Linked DNA regions of Mus musculus: regions 2 and 3 are each linked to region 1. A link is a contact called in public HiChIP or PLAC-seq data. All regions are on one chromosome and are shown on one strand. The core of a region is the stretch at or near the end of the contact, and the rest is flanking DNA. Distances in the headings are between cores, read along the strand shown.

Region 1 (3,082 bases), core at 291-2,790:
CATTTCTCATAAAATTCAAAGCTATTTTATTGTTTTGTGCATTTCTGTTTCCTTCCTTCTTGCCCTTCCCTCCCTTTGTCCCTTCCTCTGTTCCCCTTCCCTCCTCTCTTTTCCTTCCTTCCTTCCTTCCTTCCTTCCTTCCTTCCTTCCTTCCTTCCTTCCTTCCTTTCTCCCTTCCTGATTTTTTCTTTGTTTTGTTTTGAGACAGGGTGCCACTATGAGCCCTGGCTGGCCTGGAATTTACTATGTAGACCAGGATGCCCTCAAAACTCATAGAGATCTGCTATGTATACTCCAGCCATCTATACCCAGAGACCCGTCCACGCAGACAAAGGGACCCAGAGGGTCTGCGACAGAGATCCACCTGTTTCTGCCTCCTGAAAGCTGGTATTACAGGCTTACATTATCATTGTCCAGCTAATATGTACTTCTTAATTCAGATCATTTCAACACTGTTTGGTATAAAAAGCCAATAGGAAGGTGATGATGGAGAAAGACAAGGCAGCTGGAAGGGAGCAAAGAAGGAATCAGACTGGGGGCTGGAGGAAAGAGGAGGTAGCAGCCATCAAAAGACAAAGCCGTCACGAGTGCTGGACAGCAGGGAGACTTGGAGACCTGATGCAGTGGCTCTACTTGGGAGCTCATAAGGACCGGGCAGCCTTCACACAGCAGGCCTTCTGACCTATAAGCTTCCTTCCCACAAGACCACATCTGACTTCATAGGAACAGTGACCATGCCCAGCATTAGGCTCCCAGTGGGGCCCATATTCTCTCTCTTTCTTTTTCTCTTCCTGTCTTCCTTTTTGTGTGTTGTGTGTTTTGTGTGTTGTGTGTTTTGGGTGTTGTGTGTGTGTCGAGGCCTGAGGATGGATGTTAGGCATCCTGCTCTTTCACCCTCCGAGGTATTCTCTTGATCCAGAGACTCTCACTGAACCTTCTGCTAAGCTGGGAGTCCTGCACAGTGCCCCGTCTCTGTCTCCCACAGGCTACAGGCACAGGTGTGGCCCCTGGCTAGCTTTTTATACTTGTTCTGGGATCTGAGCTCTCATCCCACATGTGCAAGAAGCATGGAATCCATATGTGTATTTTAGTGGTTTCTGTGGAAGGCACTGAGCGTTGTGCCACCCAACATCCTTTCAGCTTCAGGAAGAGTGAGGCACAGTTTGAGAGCATTCTGGGAAGGACACTGTGTAGTTGTTGCATTTCCAGAATGGCTCTGTTATGTGTCACCACCCTCTCTGGTTAGGCAAGATCTGCCTGCCTGATTTTGTCAATGGGAGACTGAGCAGCTACACATTATCTGGGAGGGCTTCCTAGAGTGGTTGCTCAGGAGGGCACATTATCTGGGAGGGCTTCCTAGAGTGGTTGCTCAGGAGGGAAGGGGGCAGGAGCCAGAAGAACCCAATTTGCAAAAGTTGAGCTGGGAAGTCTGTTCTTCCTCCCTTGGGCTGCTTTTAGCCCCCAGTGCTAAGAAAACAGCCTTTGTGGTGGCAGACTCATGCTGGGCCAGACATGGGGAGTGAGCACCACCCTCAGAACAGAAACAGGGCAGGAGCTGCACGGGGTTTCTAACTCCCATCTCAGTGGAATTCTGTAACCACAGACCACAGTCCAGACATGGAAAAACTGTATGGGATTCTGAAACTTGCTATTACCCCCGATTTTGTCCCACAGGGAGCAGAAGGAAGGCTGTCAGCAGGCAAAGGGCTAGTGCACAGTAAGGACCAATCCAAGGGGTGTGGGGAGGCTGTCTTGGGCTCTTTAAGAAGACTAAAAGGAGGAGGCCCAAGGGATTGGCAAGGTGAGGCCCATTAATGAGAAAGGATTCATTGCTAACACATCCTTGGGGTGGATCCAGGCTCTGTTCCCAAGAGGACATTTCCCCACTGTTCAGACAAGAAGAAACACTGAAGGCCTATGGCTGAACTAGTGAACTCAAAGGAAGGTCACATACTCGGGGTGGCATCAGGGACAGGGAGATGGGCTTGCTTATCATATAGCTTCCTGGTATGATTTAGGCTATAGACTCTCTGTCTGGCACATTATCCTCTTGACCATTTAGTCCCTATGCCTCCTGACATAATCTCCCACAGGTGGAAGGTCAGAGGGGGTTTCCAGAGCTCTCCACAGTGTCTGAGGTATGAGTGGCTGGGATCCTATGGCCAGTAGTGGTCCTGTGGATGGATGGGGGAGGGAGGGATAAGGGCCAGGCTGGGTTGGAACCACAGAACAGAAGCACCTCTCCCTCCCACTCAATTGCTGCTTCCCAGGAGGCCAGGGAGGGGTTAGTGGTACCCATTCCTGTCTGTGTATCCACTGCCAGCCTAAGTCTGACTCAGACCATCCTTACTTCTCCTAGGGATGTGCAAGGGCTGTAAAGAACTCCACACAACTCCGAACAGAACTCTGGGAGCTATTTCTTACTCTAAGCTTCTGTGATCTGCTTCATTTCAAGAAATGGCCCATGGCCAAAAAGCGCCTGAAACCCACTGATCTCTAGATGAATAATGTGCATTCCCAACTTAGAAAGTCAGAGTCTTCTGTTTGAATCTTCACTTGAGAGCTAGAGTGTGGGGCTGGGGTCCTCACTCAGTCATTAAGGGGTTATTGTCTTGCAAACACAAGGACCCAAGTTTGATACCCAGAATCCAGAACGTAAAATAAAGCCAGGTATGGTGGATGCACCTGTGTTTGTAATCTCAACAACAGGGTAGTGGAGACAAGCATCAGATCCTGAGGCTGGCCAGCCTTGATGACTTCCAGGCCACTGAGAGACCTTTTCTCAAAAAACAAGTGCCTGAAGAATGACACCCAGGGTTGTTTGTCTTCTGGCTTCCACCAGCATGCATACATACCCCTGTACACATGTACACATTTACTTCCACACACATACATGCAAATATAGCTGAGTGTGGGAAGAACAGATACAGCACGTGACCGAGCAAAACCTATTCTCCAGAATCACACACACAGTCAGTCCCAGCCCCTCCCAACCCCCAAGAGTGCATCCTGAAGGTCCTTGTATCCACTCATTAACAATTTACTAAGCACCTAGGGGTGACAGGTGCCACATGAATCACAC
Region 2 (3,082 bases), core at 428-2,927, 420 kb after region 1:
AAAGGGAGACCATTAAAGTTAGTAGTTACTGTTTAACTTAAAAGCAAACAGGATTAAGAACTCACATTTGCTATGGGTTATTTTGAGACAAAATCTTGCTCTATGCCTTAGGTTTATCTTGAATTTGCCATCTTTCTGCCTCATACTCGCAAGTGCTGAGATTTCAAGCATGTACCACAAGGCTAGGCTTGGGACACTTCAGGATTACTAAGTTGCTTGCCACCAAGCCAAATACTTGCATTAAATGAGACGTACACAAGAGGGCCAGAGATCAGGCAATGGCTTGCTCAGTGACAAAAGGCACTAAGTGCCTGTTCATGACAGTCATGTGACTGCTGGCTACTGGCTTAAGAAAGGTAAAATAAACTCACCTTGAGAATTTACTGGGACCTTCACCATCTTCGTCATCGAAGTCCATTCTGGAAAGTCAAAGGCACAGGTAAGAACTAGTTATAACTCTCAGAGGACTCTAATTGGTTACATGAGCTGTGAACGCAGGGGAGTCTTCACCCCATCACATCGCTATGCAATGCTTCCAATTTTCACCCCATCACATCGCTGCTCAATGCTTCCGACCTTTGGCCATGCTAAACAGTATCCGCAGAGTCTCAAGAGAAAAAAATTACAAACAAAAGGTCTCCAGTACACTCACTATTAGTTCTCTGGTCAGAAATAGGAATACTCAAGTGTCAACTTGTCCCCCTTTGACGCTTCTCAGGTCACCAATGGATGACTCAGGCCATGTTGTGTGAAGGCATCAATGTTTCTTGTCTGCCATCATCCCTGGAGTATGTGGGTCCATCCACATCATGTATTCTATACCAGCACTTAATTTCTTACTTTTATGGTATATTGCTCAAGGGATTTGGAAGACAGTAAGTTCAAAGGGCGATGACATAATATCAGGGGACAGTGAAGCTGTCTGAGAATACTGCTTGTGACTTGGTGAGTCTCTACCAACCTCAGGGCAAAGGTCCTTCAAGAAAACCAGCCTGTTACACCCAGGATCAAACAGGCTGTTGAGGAGGAAATGGGCCTTTGATACCAAAATCACTGAAGCTGGTTGTCTGCTCGTTGAAGCTCACAGAATTACTCTTGAGATTCTTCTCTGCTGGGCCTCCCCTTGTTAATATCAATGTTTTGGTGAATTCTTACTGAACTAACACTCCAAATGATCCTTCTTAAAGGCCCAAGTGCTTCTGATGTCAGCACACACAGGTTGGAAGATGTTAGGGCAGAGGGGAACATAACCATGATCAAGTGCACCCAGAGTTTCTGCGGTAGGAAATGAGCAGTCAGCATGGCTCTTGAGTGTGGCATCCATCTGCAGACCCTATATCACCCTGCTTGTTTTTAGTAGGCCTGAAGGATTTGGTGAGATATAGTCTCATGATCCAAGCAGGAGAGAGGCTGGCTGCCTGACTGGAGGTCTGAGGAATTCCATGTTTTAGCAGTTTATTATGAGAATGGAGAATACCCAGTGAGATTCGGCTCAAACAATAAACAAGCAGAGAATGAAGTATGTGCCAGAAGACCACAGTTACAGAGGCCACACCTTCTGGTCCCTCATAGGGAGGGTGAACTTCATTTCCTAGTCTTTGAGGGATTGAATAAGTGACCCAGGAAATGCATGGGGCACCCAGGCCACCAGGAGGCAGTCATGTTACACATAAAGAGCATACTTGTCCACATACCTCAAGATGAGCCCCAGTGAGATGTGTGGCTAAGCAAGAACTCGAGGGACCTAGGAACTAGGATCAGATACGGCAAAATGAAGGGAATGAGGACAGCTTTTGCATGTCTTTGCTCTGGATTATATGCAGTGCAGCCTGAGTTGACATGTCCAGAATTCCCTGACGGGATCCCTCATCCACTTAGATCCTTGGTCCTCAAAACCCAACTGTCCTCACAACAAAAATGGCAGTTGTGATGAAAGAAATTCCTCTGTACAAAGAGGAACGGAGATGGACAGGATGAAGGGAAAAGACAGAAGACCACATGCATGTCACCCGCGAGATGACCATGTATCGCTCTCCACAGCATGGCTTTGGAAGTTCAGCCCTGGGCCAGAGCTGTCTACAGGACAAATGGAGCTGAATGTGGGAATTCTAAATAAAGAAAGCTCATTAATATCCTGTATAATTACTAAGCTATCATCTCACCTTCCTGGAAATTGCCTGTGGAAAATAACCACCAAAAATGTTTAACTGAGGTCAGTTGCATTTTTGCAGAGCCACACTGCCACCTAGTGCTTGTAAAGGGAAAGATCACCTTTTCTGCCTTCATAAACTACCTACGTTTTCAAAATTCCAAATGATTTGTGCCTGGATTCATCAAAACCGTAAATAGGTGTAATATACACAGTTATTTTTAAAATCCCATTCAGTTCAATTTGATATCACAGCTTCTGTAACATTGAGAGAGAGAGAGAGAGAGAGAGAGAGAGAGAGAGAGAGAGAGAGAGCAGAGCACGCTCGAGAAAGAGCAAGCTCTTCCACTCTTGCGTTTGCCTGTGGAGATAGAGGACATGTGAGAGATTAGGCTTTCTCCTTCTATCTGTGGATATGGTTATGTAACTTAGGTCATTAGGCATGGCAGCAAGTGCCCATACCACTGAGCCATCTCAAGGGCCTTTGATAGGATTATAATAAATAAGCAAACTCCTACAAAACATAACTGACTAGTTGGCCCTCAATCCAGGCCTAAAGATCAATGAGATGCTTGGAGTGACCAAGGGCAGGTCTTCTTGGACTCCAGGACTTTGGTGCTGAAACAGTCACAAGCAAGTCAGGATAGTTTGTCATCCTCATTTTGACAGAGTTTTCTTTACTCAATACCCTACAGAATAGATATAGGAAGAACTGAGTGGTGTAGTAAAGGGTTCCAGCCCTGCTAGGCAAGCTTCGGATCAGGCCAGCATCAGGTGAAAGAAAAGGGTGGTCTAGATCCTGAGTCTACTGGAGTTCATTGGAAACCTGGAGTCATGACTTGTATATGAAAAATTAAAGACCAAGAAACTATGGCTCCTACCTGAGAACGTGTGCAATCATACTGTGTAACATGGAGAGAAGCTATACCCAAC
Region 3 (3,082 bases), core at 417-2,916, 390 kb after region 1:
GACAAAAAGGTCCTGCTGGCTGGAGCTTGGAGACACAGACGCTGCAGGTAGGCTGGAGTCACTGTAGAACACACTGGCAGGAAAGGGCTTAGTCTTCACTGTCAACCTGACTGGATTCAAACTCACCGGAGAGGCACATCTGTGAGGGTGTTTCCAGAGAATTTTGACTGGGAGAGAAGGTCTACCCTGAGAGTGGATGGTATTCCATTCACCCAACGAGGAAACCAGACTAAGCAAAAATGGAAAAAGGAAGAAGCTAGCTAACCAGCCTTCCCTCTTTCTGCTCCCTGACTGTGGACCTGGTAACATCAGCACTCCTCATTCCTACCTTTCTTTTATGACGAACCATATCTCTCCTTAACCCATGAACCAAAGTAAACCTTTCTTCCTTTGCACTGCTTCTGTCAGGTATTCCCTCATAGAGATGAGAAAATCAAGTAAAATCAGCTGAGAAGGCAGTGATGGCTCATGCCTTTGATGCGAGCATTCAGGAGGCAGACACAGGCAGATCTTCAAATCTGAGAGTAGCCTGTTCGTCAACAGATCCAGTTTCAGGATGGTCAGAGCTACACACAGAAACACACCCCCTTCCCTACCTCTCTTTCTCCTCCCTCTTCCCCTGTCCCAGGCATGTGCTTCTTATTGCCCCATTCACACCTTCACATTGTTGACAATAGATAGTGAGTTTGCCTTGCAAAGGCCAGAGCATAAGACCAGAGTAAAATCTCTGAACTTCCTGGGGAAGTTAACATGATTTGCCCTTTAACATATATGTATGAGGTATGTTTTAGAAGCAAAACTTTGTAACTTGAGCATTCATATCCAATCTATAAGAAATGGCTGCTGGGGAGAAGGGATGACTGGTAGCCATAGTCCTATCCTCTCAGCGAGCAATGCACCATTACGGTTGACAGGTAGAACTGTGGTCCATATTAGGAACAGGTTGGTGGAGAACCACACTGCTCATCCTTCTCTTGATGATCACAGGATATGGTGCTGAGGTCTGGCTTAGACTCCAGTCTGTAACAATGGAGTAACCAAAGAAAGAAGCTCTGGTGAGGTTGATCAGGACTGGCAAACAGCCAGTGATGGCCCCTGTCCCACTGACACTCAAAAGGAGCTTTCCTGCCAAGCAGTTTGGTTTGTATTGTCTGCCCTCTGTCCCTCACCCTCCATCTGGGAAAGGCGCTAATGAGGTGTTAATTAGCAAGAAGCAGGCAGTAGATGGCAAAAGAGAGCAGTGGCAGTCTGCAAAGAGCATCAGAGAGCAATCATCCCATAAGCAAAGTACAGGCTAGACTTTGGGGACATCTCTACCAAGGGGCTGGGAGCACCAAGGGAACAGACCATGCCACCTTTACCACCTCAGCAGCTGAGCCCCTCAACTCTCAGCAGAGCCCCATAACTCTTTCCTGCATTTGAATTCCAAGCATAATGTGGAATTAGAGGGGTGCCTCCTGCTGCAGCCTGCTGCTCTGCTACTCATTATAAAATCATCACCTCACAGTTCCCCCATGGCTGGCACCTCTTCTGCTATTTAATCTTTAGACAAGAGAACAAATTCCTCATCCTGTTTAGAATATCTTGGAGTGTGAGTTAAAGAAATACATTCCTCTTGGGGGATCATGCTACAAAAATGCCAGAAATGTGAGCCTGAGGGTTTTCATTTCAAGGGTAAATGATTGTTCATCCAGGGCTGAAGACAGTCAGGCTGATGGACGGCAGGAGGGCAGACTGCTAAGGCATTTGAAAAGGCAACTTCAGGTCTGGACTTCTTTCCTTCATGATTTGCTAATGACATGATTAAAAATATCAAAATACCAGGAAAACCTACACCCATGAAGAAGAACAGTGGGAGGTAATTAGATCAGACAGAGACTAAAGAATTTCTGGGAAAAAAAGTGTACCTGGGATGGAATGGGTATAGGAATGAGCTTCAGTGTGGTTTGACAAATATAGTTGGCAACCTCTCTATGTTCATGCATTTCACATCTGCAGATTCTATGCATCACAGGTCAAAGATACTCAAAGAAATGCATCTGCACTGGTCATGGGCACACTTAATTTTCCTACCATTACCTCTAAACAACACAGCATAGTTACTGTTTACAGAGTATGTCAGTCTGTTTTCTGTCATTATAACAAATACGCTGGAATTCTTCAACTTATAAGAAGATGGAATTGTTTAAGTTCATCGTTTGGGTTTTCTTTCTCTCCGCCCTGTGTTTGGTTCTGTGGCAGTCCATCATAGCAGGAGTGCATGTTGAAGAACCCATTCACTTAGTAGTTAAGAAAATAAAGACTTTCCATCCACAGTATTCTTAAGACTTCCCACTGGGCCCCCAGTCTTAAAGGTTCTACGAACTTCCAACATGCAGTGTAAGCTTTAACACATGCACATTTGAGGGACATTTATGATCCATACTCACATTGCATTTATATTGTATTGGATTTAATAAACCACCTATAGGTGATGTAGAGTAAAGGGAGGATGTGTGCAGACTACAGACCTCCTTGTAGGGCATTTGAGCATCCCCACTGTGGTCCCTAATCTGACTGACCTCAGAGGCTCACAGGTGACTCTATGAAGGAATTGCATGCCAGGGAAGGAAGTAAAGGAGTCTAACCTTACACTCCAAACAGGAGAAGGAAAAAAGGGAGTCGGGAAGCAGAGGCCTAGGTTTGCCAGCTGAGTTGATAAGGTAAGGAGGAAAGGTTCTCTGAGTCGTGTCTGAGGGCAGGGCTCAAGTAAGAGGAGTGGATGAGGAGCCTGTCCCCTGAAAGGGACCTGGACCAACGTATACACCTGTCTGTCACTGAAGCCCCTAGACACTTGCCCCCAGAACTTAAAAAAAAGGTCAATCTTGTTAAACATTAGAAATGTAGGTTGCATGAATAGAGGAAGAAGGAATACTCAGTACAGGAGAGAAAGGAAAAGATGGGGCATGTGTGTAAGGAAGTGGAGCCACTCTTCCTCTGAGGTCATCGAATTCCTCCAAATGATAGCTCTCAAGTATTGGGGAGCCATAAGGGACATGGGCTCCTGAGATACCTAGAAAGAGCCAAAGGCCAACTCTTCTAA

Evidence for each region. HiChIP or PLAC-seq counts read pairs in DNA pulled down with a chosen protein or histone mark.
Region 2: a contact with region 1 is called in a CTCF HiChIP or PLAC-seq map of the NIH/3T3 cell line, with 9 read pairs. The contact joins two enhancer-like sites. A contact is called at or near these places in 3 of 15 datasets of contacts at CTCF or cohesin (the NIH/3T3 cell line and large pre-B cells), 14 of 484 Hi-C or Micro-C datasets (the 3T3-L1 cell line, 3T3-L1-derived adipocytes, the 63-12 cell line and 11 more), 3 of 115 datasets of contacts at active chromatin or transcription factors (the NIH/3T3 cell line, double positive thymocytes and embryonic fibroblasts) and 1 of 9 other capture datasets (embryonic stem cells).
Region 3: an H3K27ac HiChIP or PLAC-seq map of embryonic fibroblasts shows a contact between it and region 1, with 5 times the contacts expected there. The contact joins two enhancer-like sites. A contact is called at or near these places in 7 of 39 promoter capture datasets (the C10 cell line, cranial neural crest, frontonasal cranial neural crest and 4 more), 1 of 15 datasets of contacts at CTCF or cohesin (the NIH/3T3 cell line), 1 of 484 Hi-C or Micro-C datasets (trophoblast stem cells), 4 of 115 datasets of contacts at active chromatin or transcription factors (the NIH/3T3 cell line, embryonic fibroblasts, fibro-adipogenic progenitors and 1 more) and 1 of 9 other capture datasets (embryonic stem cells).

The regions. Positions count from the first base shown.
Region 1 is chr7:83,937,966-83,941,047 of GRCm38.p6, forward strand. The region is part of intron 27 of Cemip (cell migration inducing protein, hyaluronan binding); the gene reads right to left. Among named protein-coding and RNA genes, the nearest start is that of Gm30440, 31 kb to the right of the region's middle. Within about 2 kb of position 1,541, at least 27 of the 459 cell types and tissues checked have an H3K27ac peak or open chromatin away from gene starts, as enhancers often do. A contact at or near this core is called in the NIH/3T3 cell line and embryonic fibroblasts, where this site is marked.
Region 2 is chr7:84,354,149-84,357,230 of GRCm38.p6, forward strand. Arnt2 (aryl hydrocarbon receptor nuclear translocator 2) reads right to left here. Exons shown (of 19, transcript NM_007488.3): 3 at 372-419. Among named protein-coding and RNA genes, the nearest start is that of Gm30873, 19 kb to the left of the region's middle. Within about 2 kb of position 1,678, at least 26 of the 459 cell types and tissues checked have an H3K27ac peak or open chromatin away from gene starts, as enhancers often do. A contact at or near this core is called in the NIH/3T3 cell line, where this site is marked.
Region 3 is chr7:84,327,840-84,330,921 of GRCm38.p6, forward strand. All of the region lies in intron 5 of Arnt2 (aryl hydrocarbon receptor nuclear translocator 2), which reads right to left. Among named protein-coding and RNA genes, the nearest start is that of Gm25790, 6.0 kb to the left of the region's middle. Within about 2 kb of position 1,667, at least 46 of the 459 cell types and tissues checked have an H3K27ac peak or open chromatin away from gene starts, as enhancers often do. A contact at or near this core is called in the NIH/3T3 cell line and embryonic fibroblasts, where this site is marked.